Regions from separate parts of the Mus musculus genome. Here region 2 is linked to region 1. A link is a contact called in public promoter capture Hi-C data. All regions are on one chromosome and are shown on one strand. Each heading gives the region's core, a stretch centred on a gene start, on an enhancer-like site or on the middle of the called end of the contact. The rest is flanking DNA. Distances are from core to core; before and after follow the strand shown.

What was found. Promoter capture Hi-C pulls out the DNA fragments that hold promoters and counts their contacts.
Region 2: a promoter capture Hi-C map of hematopoietic stem and progenitor cells shows a contact between it and region 1. The contact joins the promoter of Prcp here to the enhancer-like site in region 1. A contact is called at or near these places in 7 of 39 promoter capture datasets (the C10 cell line, the HPC-7 cell line, hematopoietic stem and progenitor cells and 3 more), 1 of 484 Hi-C or Micro-C datasets (olfactory sensory neurons), 1 of 115 datasets of contacts at active chromatin or transcription factors (embryonic stem cells) and 1 of 9 other capture datasets (liver).

What each region holds. Positions count from the first base shown.
Region 1 is chr7:92,440,382-92,447,288 of GRCm38.p6, forward strand. Dlg2 (discs large MAGUK scaffold protein 2) reads left to right here. Exons shown (of 23, transcript NM_011807.3): 22 at 2,223-2,314; 23 at 4,130-6,907. The coding sequence ends at 4,236. Among named protein-coding and RNA genes, the nearest start is that of Ccdc90b, 120 kb to the right of the region's middle. Within about 2 kb of position 1,465, at least 65 of the 459 cell types and tissues checked have an H3K27ac peak or open chromatin away from gene starts, as enhancers often do. A contact at or near this core is called in hematopoietic stem and progenitor cells, olfactory sensory neurons and pre-B cells, where this site is marked.
Region 2 is chr7:92,871,166-92,877,474 of GRCm38.p6, forward strand. It overlaps Prcp (prolylcarboxypeptidase (angiotensinase C)), which reads left to right and starts at 4,088. Exons shown (of 9, transcript NM_028243.3): 1 at 4,088-4,335. The coding sequence starts at 4,174. Ddias (DNA damage-induced apoptosis suppressor) reads right to left here and starts at 3,082. Exons shown (of 6, transcript NM_001355126.1): 1 at 2,976-3,082; 2 at 1,597-1,679. Gm40448 (a long non-coding RNA gene) reads left to right here and starts at 6,223. Exons shown (of 2, transcript XR_869796.3): 1 at 6,223-6,309.

The sequences.
Region 1 (6,907 bases), core at 215-2,714:
TCTGAAGAGGAACACAAATTCAAGGGCGTATGTGAAAGAGATAGTTTCATAATATGCTGCCTCCTGAACTTCTGTACCTACCCCATAGCAATGGGAAGTTTTCCTGTGTCTGAGTACCCTATCCCCATTAATGGTCTTTTGTGGCTTTGAACCCATGATGCATTGTGTGTTCCTCTACTGGCATCTATGACATAACCATATTTATTTCCCTCATTCACCACTTAGTCCTCCACTCACTCATTTGACAGTTATTGAATCAAGCTCATGTCATATGGTAATAAACAAGCCATAGGCTTCTCCCTCAAAGAACCTAAAGCTTAGGTATGAACTCTGTAAAATGTAATGAGAATACTTATAACAACAAAGGTTAGTGAAATCTTACTTTGTACTTCAGTTCTCAGTAACATCGAAACCCATGTCCAACTTCTTTCTTCACATAACCATGTTTCAGAAGGTACCAAGCTTTGGTATAATATGGCATGGTTGACTGTGGTTTAGAAAGGGGCTCAATTTTTTACTGTAGAACTCCTGATTACTTTATAGACAACCTTAAGGAAGCCACTTCTCCACTTCAAGCCCCCATAACTTGCACTGGGAAAGGGAATGACTAAGCCTAGGGATTCCAAACCTGGATCTCTGGTGTTCAAGTGACATACAAGGCCCCAATACTTTCAGAAATGTACCTACCCAGCCAATAAAAATGTCTTTTCATTTGATTGGACCTCTACTTTCAGTGCTAGAGGCTCTGGGAAGATAATACCAATATGGGGTTAGGAATCAATAAATTGATTTTAGAGAGAATTAGAAAAATATCCATTTTCCTTCCCACCTTCTTGTCCTTGAGACTAGATTACATTGCACTTTAGTTACCAGAAGATCAAACAACATTCTTCTATATAGTTAATGATAAACCAGGTTAATAGAAAAGACAGTCATAGCCGTAACTCCTTTATAATCCATTTTCCTACCTGAACAAAAAATCAAGCAGCCATCATGGTTTCTTTTTTTTGTTTTTACCTTTTAAATACATTTTAATTTACAAGTGGTAATTCTATGAGTTGATGGGATATGGTATAATATTTTGATTCATAAATACAAAATGTAATGGACAGATCAGAATCCTTGAACATTCTTTACTTTGAATCATTCTTGAGATCACACTAAATCCCTATTAACCACTTAAAATAGTCAACTATTTTCTGTCAACCACATTGACCCTAGAATAGTATTAAAGATTAGAGGCTATTCCTTCTATCTGACTGTACCCTTCACCCTACATTAGAGATCCTTCTAGACCAAGCTCCTCTATCCTAGTTCACCATTTGATTAAGTAACTCAGTTATAGTCCTATTTGGAAATACTGTGGTCCCAGCACTTTTGGTGACTCTGTATCCAGTGTATACCAGTCCCTCAGCAGACACTTGTGCTGTCATTTGGTCACAAGAACAGGAAGTCTAGAGTTCTTGTCACTATGGGCATGACTCAGTGTTTGTACAAGTTGAGTAGTTAGAGCTACATAACTCCTCTGGGATCTGCTCCACTCTGCATAATCCTCAGGAAGCTCTGTGGGTTTCTGCTTACCAGACTTGCATGGGGGGTGAACAATAAACCCTAAGAGGGATGAAAGCAAGATATTAATCCTTTTATAAAGGAGGAACCTGAGAAGAAACCAGGCTAGTTCTCTTGAGTATAGTGCTACCTAACAAACCCAGATATATGTTCATCTTTCCTCCTTCTGACCACTTCTGGAAGAGTGTCTTCAATTCATGCCCTATGTGTATTTTGGAGATGTGGAAATGTCCAACAAAGGAAGTTTGAGTTTAGAAATACAACAGAGAAGTCGTTGAAGGGCAGTTTGTTCTGATGAGGAGGAACCTCAAGGGACACATAGTACTCCATTTAAATACTCTAGGGCCTGCTGGAGAGGAAGTTTATAATCCTGCTCTAGGGACTGCAGGGAAGGAAACAGAGGCCACAGATGGCAAGGAGACAGGTTCTGCCTTGCCTCAGCCCTGTGCTGCACATGAAGCCTGTCCTCCAGGCGAGTGGGCACCCTAGCACCTAACCCTCAGCGGCTGAAATGGTTCCACCAATGGGTCGGTCCAAGATGAAGCCTTAACAGCTACGAGGATTAAACTCTGCCTCCTGTAGGGGTCATTGTAAAATTGTGGAAATTTGGTATACTCTCTTTGTGTCCTGATATCAAACCCTCATTTTCTCAGGGAGATGAATAAGCGTCTGACAGAGGAACAAGCCAAGAAAACTTATGACCGGGCGATTAAACTAGAACAAGAATTTGGAGAATATTTTACAGGTAAGTTTCCTTGGTGTCCTGGTACTACAAGAAAAGGCGATAAATTGCCTGATGCTGTACTTAGGATAGGCTCCATGCCTGATGAAGCTAGACCCCAAACCCTTCCAGGTGAGGCTGCCTGTACTCTTATCTGCCTTACCCACTTGGTTTAGAGCTCTGGATTCTCTCCTCTCTGAGTTAGCTCATTTCCAGTTCTCCACTGGCCCTAAACCATGAGCAGCAAATGCCCTGAGTTATCTCCTGCTATTAAGCATGCTACCTCATTAAACTGTCTCCCTGATATTTTCAGAAAACTTAAAAACGAATGTTTTAAGGCTCAAAATGAGCAGTGTCTACAACAGTTACTATCCTGCAGTCTCTGCCTTGAAGACCTCCAGACCTATCTCCTCAATCAGCATCGTGAGCAAAACCCACTTGGAGATGCTTCAGTTAACACTGTCTCAAGACTAATAATAGCTTTGATTTAAAAAAAAAAAAAAAAAACAATGTCTTTGGCAACAAGACATTTTGGGAATTTCTTGTGGATGTCCTGAGTTCCGTCTCCTTCTCTGCTCTGACAAAACACTGACTAAATACAGAGAGAAACCTGTCTTGGGGGAATTTAATTCACAGCAGATTCTTAATGATTGATAACAAGATACTAAGTATGAGGTGTAGCACAGTTAGCAAAGTTGCTTTCATAAGGCTCAGCGTTTGATCCCAGCGTCCTCCAAAATAACATTCAATACAACAACTTCCCTCATGAACCACTGGCATGAAATGAGAAGGAGATTGTTGCAGTTACCTTGACTACCAAAGTCACCATGAGCATAGCACTGTGTAATTACTTTTACTAGAGTTAATATTAAGGTTTCTCTTAGGAATGTGAGTGATTTTAAAAGAGCATTCGGGTGGGAAAAAAAATCTAAGGGCTGGAGAGATAACTCAGCAGTTAAGAACACTTGCTGCACTAGAGGACCCAAGTTGAGTTCCCAGGTGGGAAAATTAAGTAAAAAATAACAACTACTTGACTCATAGTTTGCACTTATGGGTAGATTACCATAGTGTGATGTGAAGATTGTTTTTGAAACATAATAATGTCAACTCTACTTCAATAATAATTTGTCTTGAAGCTCTGAGGGCCTAGGGATAGTGCTGATGTGTTTAGGAAACCCAGCTCCACAAGAGCATTTACTGAAGGAAGCGACAAAAGGTGTGCAAATCTTCAGAGAGCCAAGTAGCTTAGTCATTTACAGCTTGGTGATTTATAGCCCCTCTTATTTATGTTCCCTATCAGGTATTCACAGTATAAATAGTTCTGTGAGACAAAAAAAAAAAATCCTAATTTACCAAGTAACTTGGAGAAAAAATGGTGTTTCTCAGTAAAGTGAAAAGGTTAACTAAGCTTGTCCTTCAAAACTCGGATTATTTCCATATCTACAAGACCTGAATTTCTGTCTTAATTAAAGTATAGAAACTCTACAGCCAAACAGGGAGCCTCAGTCTGAAACCACTGTATCTTCTGCTCCAGTGCCTGGTTCAGAGCAGCCATCCATGAAACAATGTGTTGCTAGAATTGTGAACAAACACAGAAAGCGCTAAGATTGGGACACATTTATTACTGACCTAGGGCATGGAAAGAATGCCCCTTTTAAGCACCACTGAGGTGACCACACTTATGTAAGCATCCTGCATTTCCCCCCCTCACATAAAGGGGACATTAGGCTTTCAGATGAGTTGTCTGCCACTGATCCCAGCTTCTGTTGGGTGAGAGATAACTGTCCTCACCCCCAAGGCAGTGCCTCCTAACCCTTGCTATTTATGTCTTTGCAACAGCTATTGTCCAAGGAGATACCTTAGAAGATATTTACAACCAATGCAAGCTTGTTATTGAAGAGCAGTCTGGACCTTTCATCTGGATTCCCTCAAAGGAGAAGTTATAAATTAGCTACTGCACCTCTGACAACGACAGAAGAGCATTTAGAAGAACAAAATATATATAATCTAACACTTGGAGGCTTTTATGTTTTTGTTGCATTTATGTTTTTGCAGTCAATGTGAATCCTTATGAATGTACAACACAAACTGTGTGAAGCCATGAAGGAAACAGAGGGGCCGAAGGGTGGGACGGAAAAGACATCACAGTATGCAGGAAGGCTTGGGTTTGCTCAAAGTACCAGGTATAGGGATGAACCTCTGATGGGCTCTCTGCCCTAGAGTTGGGCAGCCTTCTCACCCCAGCAGATGTCCAGAGCTGATTTAGCTGCTGAGCTCTCTGTGTTTGCTTTAAGAAAAGTTGCCAGCACTTGAACCTCACCAACCTACCCTTTACCCACCTCTGTAATTGGTACACTTCGAATTTTATAACTATGCACATCCTTTGATTTGCTAACAAGCAAAGGAAATAGGGAAAACAGAAAGAAGTCCCTTTGGAGATGACATACTATCAGGGGAGGATGATTGCTTAGTTCCTTAGCTGGCATGCGCAAAGACAAGTGTGTCCTGTGTGGAGGACTAACCTTAGAGAGGAGGAGATTCCACCTGGCCTAGCTTTATGGCTGTCAATTGTCTATTTTGCCATTTATAAGCTGAAAGAAGGCACTAAAGATGAGAATAATTTATACAATAAATATATTAAATGTATAGAAATGAATTTCTATAGGTGAAAAAGTTTTGTGAAATATTTTGTAACGACTAAAAAACATTGAAAGACTAAATGTACGCACTCTCAGCAGATGATCAAATTCAAGAATTTGAGGCTGCACTCTCCCTTTTGTTGCCAATGATCCATTCAGAGCATCTGAGTTCCCTCCAGGTCTGACAAAGACTTCCCTTTCACTCCCCTCCCACACTGCCCATGCACACTAGCACACTAGCGATACACTCTTACGGAACACACTCCTGGATAAATTACCCTCATGGATAGTTTTGGAAGAGATTTTTGTTACAATTCTTTAAGCCCATGGCTTTTCAGATACAAACTCATGCAAATGATCGAAAGGGAAAGATTGCTTTCCTCTAGTTAAATAGCCTGAGCCAACCACTCAGATAGTCAAATAACATTGTTCCTAGTTACTTGCATACAGTTCAAGAACCATTCAGTATTCTGGCAAACCATAAGTCATTAGAATTATCTTTTCTTTGTTTCACAGAGCAATTGAAGTGTTTTGTAACAGCCCTAGTTGGCATTATAGGGGGAGATCTGTCCTAAGATGCACTATTTCTCTGAGGAAGAGAAAAAAGAGAAGTTATCTAGTTGGGAGTGGTGAGGGACGCACTTTGTTTCAGTATATAGGGCAAAGAGAACCACAAGAAAAGGACGATTTATGGCTTTGAGCTCAACCAATTGAATTGCCTTCCTTAGGGCTGCACCTGGACCAAGTTTATTTTTCTAACAATTATACTAATAACGATTTTAAAAGAGAAACCTCCCAAAGCCTATAAGCTGAAACACAAGAGTTAGCTTCCCATTTTAGCGCTGATGGGGTCATCAGCCCTGGTTCTGCCCAAGGTGTTCAGAGAGAGACTTTTTAGTATTATTAATAACCACTCAAGTCTGGGTTCTATGCATGCCCAGATTAAGCCCCATCGCCTTATTTCTGGGGTACATCAAGACCTGGCAGGGATTCTGCCACACTGTGCAGTCAACCAGCACATAGGCTGGAGTATAAGAACAAAAGACAGAGCCATCAAAGTGATGGGGCTTCTTCTAAGTTAGACCATCAGAGCTTAAAACTGAGAGTCTCTTTCCAAAATCAACGGTCATTCATCTTTTACTAAATAACCACCATCTGCCCAGCTGCAGTCACCAAAAGAAATGTTAAATTACAAAAGTAAGCGTCTACCTATAGTCTTGAGGCTGCCTTTGCCAAATGAAGAGGTACCAAGCAGTCATATGTAATTTTTTCCCTCGATTTTCTAGAGATAGCCTTAGAGGGCTCAAAATGCTAAAAGACGTGTCCATGTCTGCAACTCACCAGTTTCAGGTCACGGCCAACTTCCATCAATATAGCTCTCAGAAGTTTTCTGCCACTAGAATGCCATTCCTGATCCCAGCTCTCTTTATAGGCCACCATGATAACTTCTTTGGTTTCTCCACTGAGCATGCAACCATTTACCTTAGAGGACTGTCATTAATGAGTAGATGTTTTCTCTAGTTGTGTGATGTGCTTTCCATTTGATAGTATTGTGTGGCTGAGTACAATCCAATTGAACCACAAACCATTGGTTTTGTAGTAATATAATTATTTATTTTCCCAGTATAGATGCTTCCGGATTAGCATTAGCACTGATTTTTTATGTAGATTTATATAAATATAAATACATATATATTTGCTTGACGAATCACCAAGCACATTGGTGAGAGGGTCTTTTCCTATAGAATTCACTCATCCGTTTTGTTGTGTTGTCCTGAGCTTCCCAATGTTGAGGTCTCTATGGCTCCAAAGAACTGGTGTATTTTGCAGCAAATCCAATGGCATATGTGGAAATGGCATGAGAGTCACCCAGATCACATCTGGTGCAAATGCACCTGGAGCCTCGGGCCAGACTGGTGCTAACACTGCAAACTTTGTCCGGAGCTCTCTCCAATCTGAAGGCTCGCTGGGGGCACAG
Region 2 (6,309 bases), core at 2,838-5,337, 430 kb after region 1:
TTGGGATCTAGTTTGCCTTTTTTACTGAGTTCAGAAACTCCAAAGCAACTGATAAACCTAAGTTGACTATGTAAATATATGTTCTACAGACTTACTTCGAGCTAGGATTTTAGAGTTTTATCACGATTGCACCTTTTTTACACCCCCAAATCTAAGCAGTGCACCTCATAAGACCACCTTACAGTTGGAATTACAAAAGCCTCATAAATTACTTCCTTGGGCTAATGTAAATCAGCCACAGGGTCATGCAGAGCAAGACGCTGTAAACAGATCTCAACATCTCACGAAGCCCACACCATGTCTTGGAATTGTAGTTCTTTCCTTTTCCTAGATGACTCTATCTAAATACTTAGTAATCAACTTTGCTCAGTCTTTTCTTGAGGCATAGTCAAGGATCAGGGCTACCTGATGGAGGTCCCTAAGAAAGAGCTCTCAGGCTGCTGGGGGATATGCACGAAAGGCAGAAACAACATTGACAGCAGAGGGGAAATATTGTAGAACACTCCTGTTGAAACGTTAACTAGGAAAGCGTTGGCACACACAACAGCTTTTCCATGTTTGGTATCATTTCTGGGGTATTTCTGACAGACATGGAGAAGGGAGCATTTGAGGTAAAACAATAACAGACAAGCCAGGAAGTTAGTTGTGGTTCAGGCTGATAACGTGTTCTAGTCATCAATGTGTATCTATGAAACAATGCAAAGACTTCCATAATGTCACTTCTTACAGGAGAGTCAACTGTATTTAGAAGTCTCACAAATTCAAAGTTTAATAAGTAACAAAAATTGAATCCTGTTAAGTCCTTCTTGTCACAAAATCCTCTCAATTTTAGTAAGTCATACTATTTCTAACTAGCCATATGGCCAGATACCTAAAACTCTCCCTCCACACGCCATGTCATATCCAACATTTTTATCCCCCCATCCCCTCCCTTTTTTGAGATATCATCTTTCTATATAAAGTTCTGACTATCTTAGAACTCACTGTATGGGATGGTCTTGAACTCAGAGATCCACCTGCCTCTGCTTCCTGCCCAGCTTACTCCTTTTTAATATTTATTCTTCTAGAATTTCATACAATATATTTTATATTTCCCCCTCCCCATCTTCCTATGCACCCAACTTCCAGTTCTTTCTCAAAAATAAAAAAAAACAAAGCTGGAAATAGTGGTCTAAGCCTTTAATTCCACACTCAGGAGGCAGAGGCAGGATGATCTCTGTGAGTTTGAGGCCAGCCAAGGATACATAAAGAGACCCTGTCTCAAAAACCACACCAAAGCAACCCCATGGTGGCTAGATAACTGGGACTCCTCCCTCCCCTCCCTCCCTTTCCTAGCCAAGTCACAGTCACCAATTTAGTATCAACTCTTTACAGGGCACTTTCCTGATCCATGGCGATTTCTAGACCCATCTTTTTAAAGGTAAGATTTTCCTCTGTTGCCCTTAGGTCTCTTTGAATCTCAGGCTGGCTTCAAACTAGAGATTCTCATGACTTGGCCTCCCGAGTGCTAAGCTTATTCATACAGGTCTCCATACTCAACTTTGCTATTCGGTTTAATCCTATCCAAAAAAAAGGGGGTGGGGGTGGGGTACTTACCCTAGGACAGCAGTCTCTATTGTTAGTTGAAGTCATCCAAAACCTGGCCCTTCTTGGCATAATGGAGGCACTTAAAATTTTATCTGAGGAGCGAATAAAAAAATGACAGAGTGCTCAGTGATCCCATTTTTTGCAAGGTCAAGAAGCCAGCCTTGACATACCTATAAATCTAGCAATTGGGAAATAGAGGATGATAGAGGGAGTTCAAGGTCAGTTTTGGGTATAGAATCCTGTTATCTTGGAGCCGGGTGTGGTGGCACTCACCTTTAATCCCAGAACTCAGGAGGCAGAGGCAGGCAGATTTCTGAGTTCGAGGCCAGCCTGGTCTACAAAGTGAGTTCCAAGAGAGCCAGGGCTATACAGAAAAACCCTGTCTCAAAAAACAACAACAACAACAACAACAACAAAAAACCAAAACAAACAAAACAAAAAAACAACAAAAAAAAATCCTGTTATCTTAACTCACACACATAAAACATAAAGCAAAACAAACCAGAACGGCTTTACAAACTAAGCAATTACTAACGAGTCAGAACATGCCTTAGGTGTGGTGGGATAAAAAGAAGTTTGGGAGGTTGAGAGGGTGGTGCTTTTGAGGAACACACAAGGTAATCTGGGGTTCGGGATAATTCAGTATGTCATGAACAGAGTGTGTGTGTGATATCCTGGGTTTCACCTCCCACACTGAGAGGGTATATGTGTGTGTGTGTGTGTGTGTGTGTGGGGGGTATGACAGGGTCTAGAACTGAAGTTAGAGAGGCAAGCAAGGCCAAAGAGCTTTTAACCTAAGTTACAGATTTTGAACTTAAAAATATCGGGACAAACAGAAGCTTCTAAAACAAGTGGTGAGTATCTAGGTAAAGAATTTTTCACCCATCTGCCTGGTCTTGGAGGCTACTACTGTCACTGCATGCAGCTGTCACAGGTTAGATTATGGTAGTGGCAGTGTTCAGTGGGGAGTTGGATTTGGATCTCAGGTGTGGGTTCGTGAGAGCAGGGAAAATAGAAACCTTTCAATTTCTGGACTGCGTACATTACTCAGTAAAATACTTTCTCTGGGCAGTCAAAGTCATCTGAAAAAAATAAAACAAACCATCTTTGCCAGCACCTAGCACAGTAACCTGCTGACATAGTTTTATGCCCCCGTTGAAAGTCGAGCCCTTTCCTTTCTGGGTTTTTGGGGATCCGCAGCAACAGTAAAGTGCTGATAAACCTTCGCCAAGGAACATGAAAAGTATTGACTTTCCCGTTTAACCTCGTAGCCGGCGTTTACGGCCAGAAGTCCTGAAATCAATCCATACGGAGTGCAAGGTTACAGCGCCTCGTCAGGAGTCTCTCCACCTAGAGCCCCCCAAGAACTCCTTTTTTCAGCGTCTCACCTGAGGCAAAGGACACAGACAAGCCCGGGCAACCGCTCCGCCCTCCGGCCGCTCGGTCCGCCGCTCTCCAAACGCCAGCAATCGAATCTCCCGCGTCCTCTTCCGCCGGAAGGACCGTCTTGACGGACTTTCAGGAGAGCCAATCAGAAAACGCCCTGCAGGGCGTGTCCCCACCCCACCACCCACCCCCGGGCAAGCGACCCTTCTTGTAAAGCTAGGGGTAGCTGTGGGTTTCGAGGGTCGTTCTTCATCGACTGGTGGAGCGGTAGTTCTCTCGGCGAAGTGCGAGGGAAGCCGGGAAGGCTCGAGGCGTGGGAAGGAGTGGCTTCAGACGGACGCCGAGGGCGTGGGAGCGGATGAAAGTTGGCGCCGCGGGCTGGACAGGAGGGGGCGCTGTTGTAGAGGGAGTCGCCATCGCGGAGCATGGATGGATTACCGAGGCTTAGAGAAGGCTTAGTCTGCGCGCAACACCCAGCGGCCACAGGAGGGACGGGTCGTGCGGGCAATGCGGACGATGGGGGTGACCCGAGAACTGAACACCGGTGGGGCTGCTTAGGCGGGAACAACAGAGGCGAAGAGCCCGAACGGCCTACAAGGAAGGGGGCAGAGCGATCTGTGAACCTCGCTCCATTTCCTGCTACTTGAGGGGCCCAGCATCGAGTCCCTGTACTTGTTTCCTCACCTAAGTAGAGGGGAGAGTCCAACTCCGTCTGGAAGGTTGCTGTTCTGGTTGAGTGTGGGTCACGTGTGTGCCGTCATGCCTGGTGACAATAGACTCACTCTCCCTCCCTCCTCCTCCCGCCCCGTGCCATTATAAGGGATTTGCGGAGAGCTGGGGTGTTACGTGGGACTGAGGTTGCGGGGACAGTGTGATGGTGGCAATAAAGGCGGGGATATGGCATAACCTAGGGTAGCGATAGGGCTTGGGGAGCCATAGATAAGGATGGGGCAAAACCCTGCGTAGTAAAGGCCGACGTAGAGTGTGACCTCAGTGGAGGTGGGCGGGGAGAAGGAGGATGGCGAGTGGCAAGTGTGGAGGCAACGCCTTTGGGGCCAGGAGCTGCCTGGTTTTAGGTTTCCCGGGGGAGGAGCTGGTCTGCAGCGGGCGGAGCTACGAGCTGGGCCCGGCTTAGTCTTTGCGCTTCTGCTGGTGGCTCTCTTTCTTTAGTCGCCCACACTGTGGCTGCCATCCCCAGCCATGGGCTGCCGGGCTCTCCTGCTCCTGTCTTTCCTATTACTCGGGGCCGCCACAACCATCCCGCCTAGGCTAAAGACCCTCGGCAGCCCGCATTTGTCAGCCAGTCCCACACCCGACCCTGCTGTAGCCCGTAAATACTCAGTTCTTTACTTCGAACAGAAGGTAAGCAGAGGCTGGGGAGTAAGGGTTCTAGGTCCCACGTCCCAACCGCCCGCCCATACCTTGCTTGGCTGTTGGAGCACCGCCGCCCACTCCAAAATTCAGACTCTGATACTTAGGACTTGACTTGGTTTTAGTTCACATTTTCTGGAGGGTGGTCTTAAGCCTTAATTATTCGAGTGTTTCCCAACAGAGACCATGAGAAATTTATCCCTCCAGTTCTGGAGGTCCAGGATACATATTTTTAACTCTTCATTTTAGGAAATGCCTCAATCTAAACTCTTTGTTTACCTTGGCCAAAACCAGATTATGGAGACTAACCTTTGACCCCATACCTCTCACCTCAAATTCTTAGGTATGGAGGCTAACCTTCACCTTTAGGTCTCTCAACACAAATTCAGATGTACCCATTACATAAGAATGTATCGCTTCACTAAACTGCTTCTCTCAGCTGAAATGTTACCTTTAGAGGCTAAAAGGTCTGTATCCCCATCTGAAGTGAGTGCAAGGATCAGGTCTCTCTGGTCTTGAACTTGAGTTCACAGTTTTAAGACAGGCTTCTCCAATGCCTTTGTATTTGGTGGCAGCATGAGACCATAGGTCATTACCCTATAGGTCTGAATGAAAAGTACCTGTGTCCTCTGAAATGACAAGGCTATATAATTCTATAGTTCTAGGAGTCTCTGAGGCCTGAATGCACAAGGCACTGGGATTAGAAAGAGTACAGTCGTCTGATCTTGGCTTTAGAAGTCACATCAGGATTCTGGCCTCACTCTGTGATCTTGGACAAGTTACAGTTAGTTTCTGAGCCAAGTTTCTTGGCTTACTGCAGAAGGTTGCAGTGATGACTAACTGAAGCAGCTAAGAACCATAAGCCCTAGCAGAGTAGCTGCCCTGAATAGAAGGTTACCGATGGAGGCATGCTTATTGATGGGACGTTTGACTAGGTAGGAATTTGGGAAAGAGGGAAGACATGGGGTTGTAGAACAATTTAGTTTTGAAGTAAAAAAAAAAAAAAAAAGACCTAGAAATTTAAGTTTGGGTTTCAAAAAAAAAAGAAAAACGAAAAGAAAAGAAAGGAAGAAAGCAAGCAAACATTTTAATTTAGCTGAGGTAGCAGAAGTCTTTCTGGAACGGCCCCTTTAATTTCTACAGCGGCTTATTTGTAAGTTGAGAAGTTGGAGGCAGGACCATGGAGTTTTATGCTTTCCCTAGGAAAACCTTTCTGTGGAGCGAGCTATGGCTGTCTAGCTGAAGTGAAGGCTGTGTTAAGAACTCTAGGACTTCCTCTTTTCTGTAGCTCTGCTCTCCGCCCACACTGTAAAACAAAGCCGAACTCATGGCTTTTTCCTATGGAACGACTCTTAATCCTTGTACTGAAACCTCTTTTACACACATATAATTCTTCATAGCATCCAGTTATTAGCAGTAAAGTTAGAGGGGGAAGCTTTAGTACATACGGTCTCTAAAAATCTCCCTGGGAATACTGCTTCCAGAGAATGCAGGGGTAAAGGGTGGAATGATGCTAATTTATTTTCCTCTCTCCTCCCCCCCCCCCCCGCCGTGTGTGTGTGTGTGTGTGTGTGTGTGTGTGTGTGTGTGTGTGTGTTACTCACCAGTGCACATATGAAGGACAGGAGGATGTGAGGTGCCCTGTGCTATCACTCTCTGCCTTATTCCCTTGAATGAGAGACTGGAGAATGTTCTTATTGAACCTGGAAGCCTGGCCTTCACCCATGGCAAGTGTGGGGTTACAGGCAAGTGTGGAGCCATGACTGACTTTTCGTGTGGGTGCTAAGGTCTGAACTCGGGTTCTTAGGTTTGCATGACAGGTGCATTTCCCTCCCGGCCAATTTTCTTTTTCTTTCTTTCTTTCTTTCTTTCTTTCTTTCTTTCTTTTTTTTTTTTTTTTTTTTTTTGTATAGAATAGAGTTTATTTAGGGGTTTATTTATTTATTTATTAAAGGTGTGTGCCAC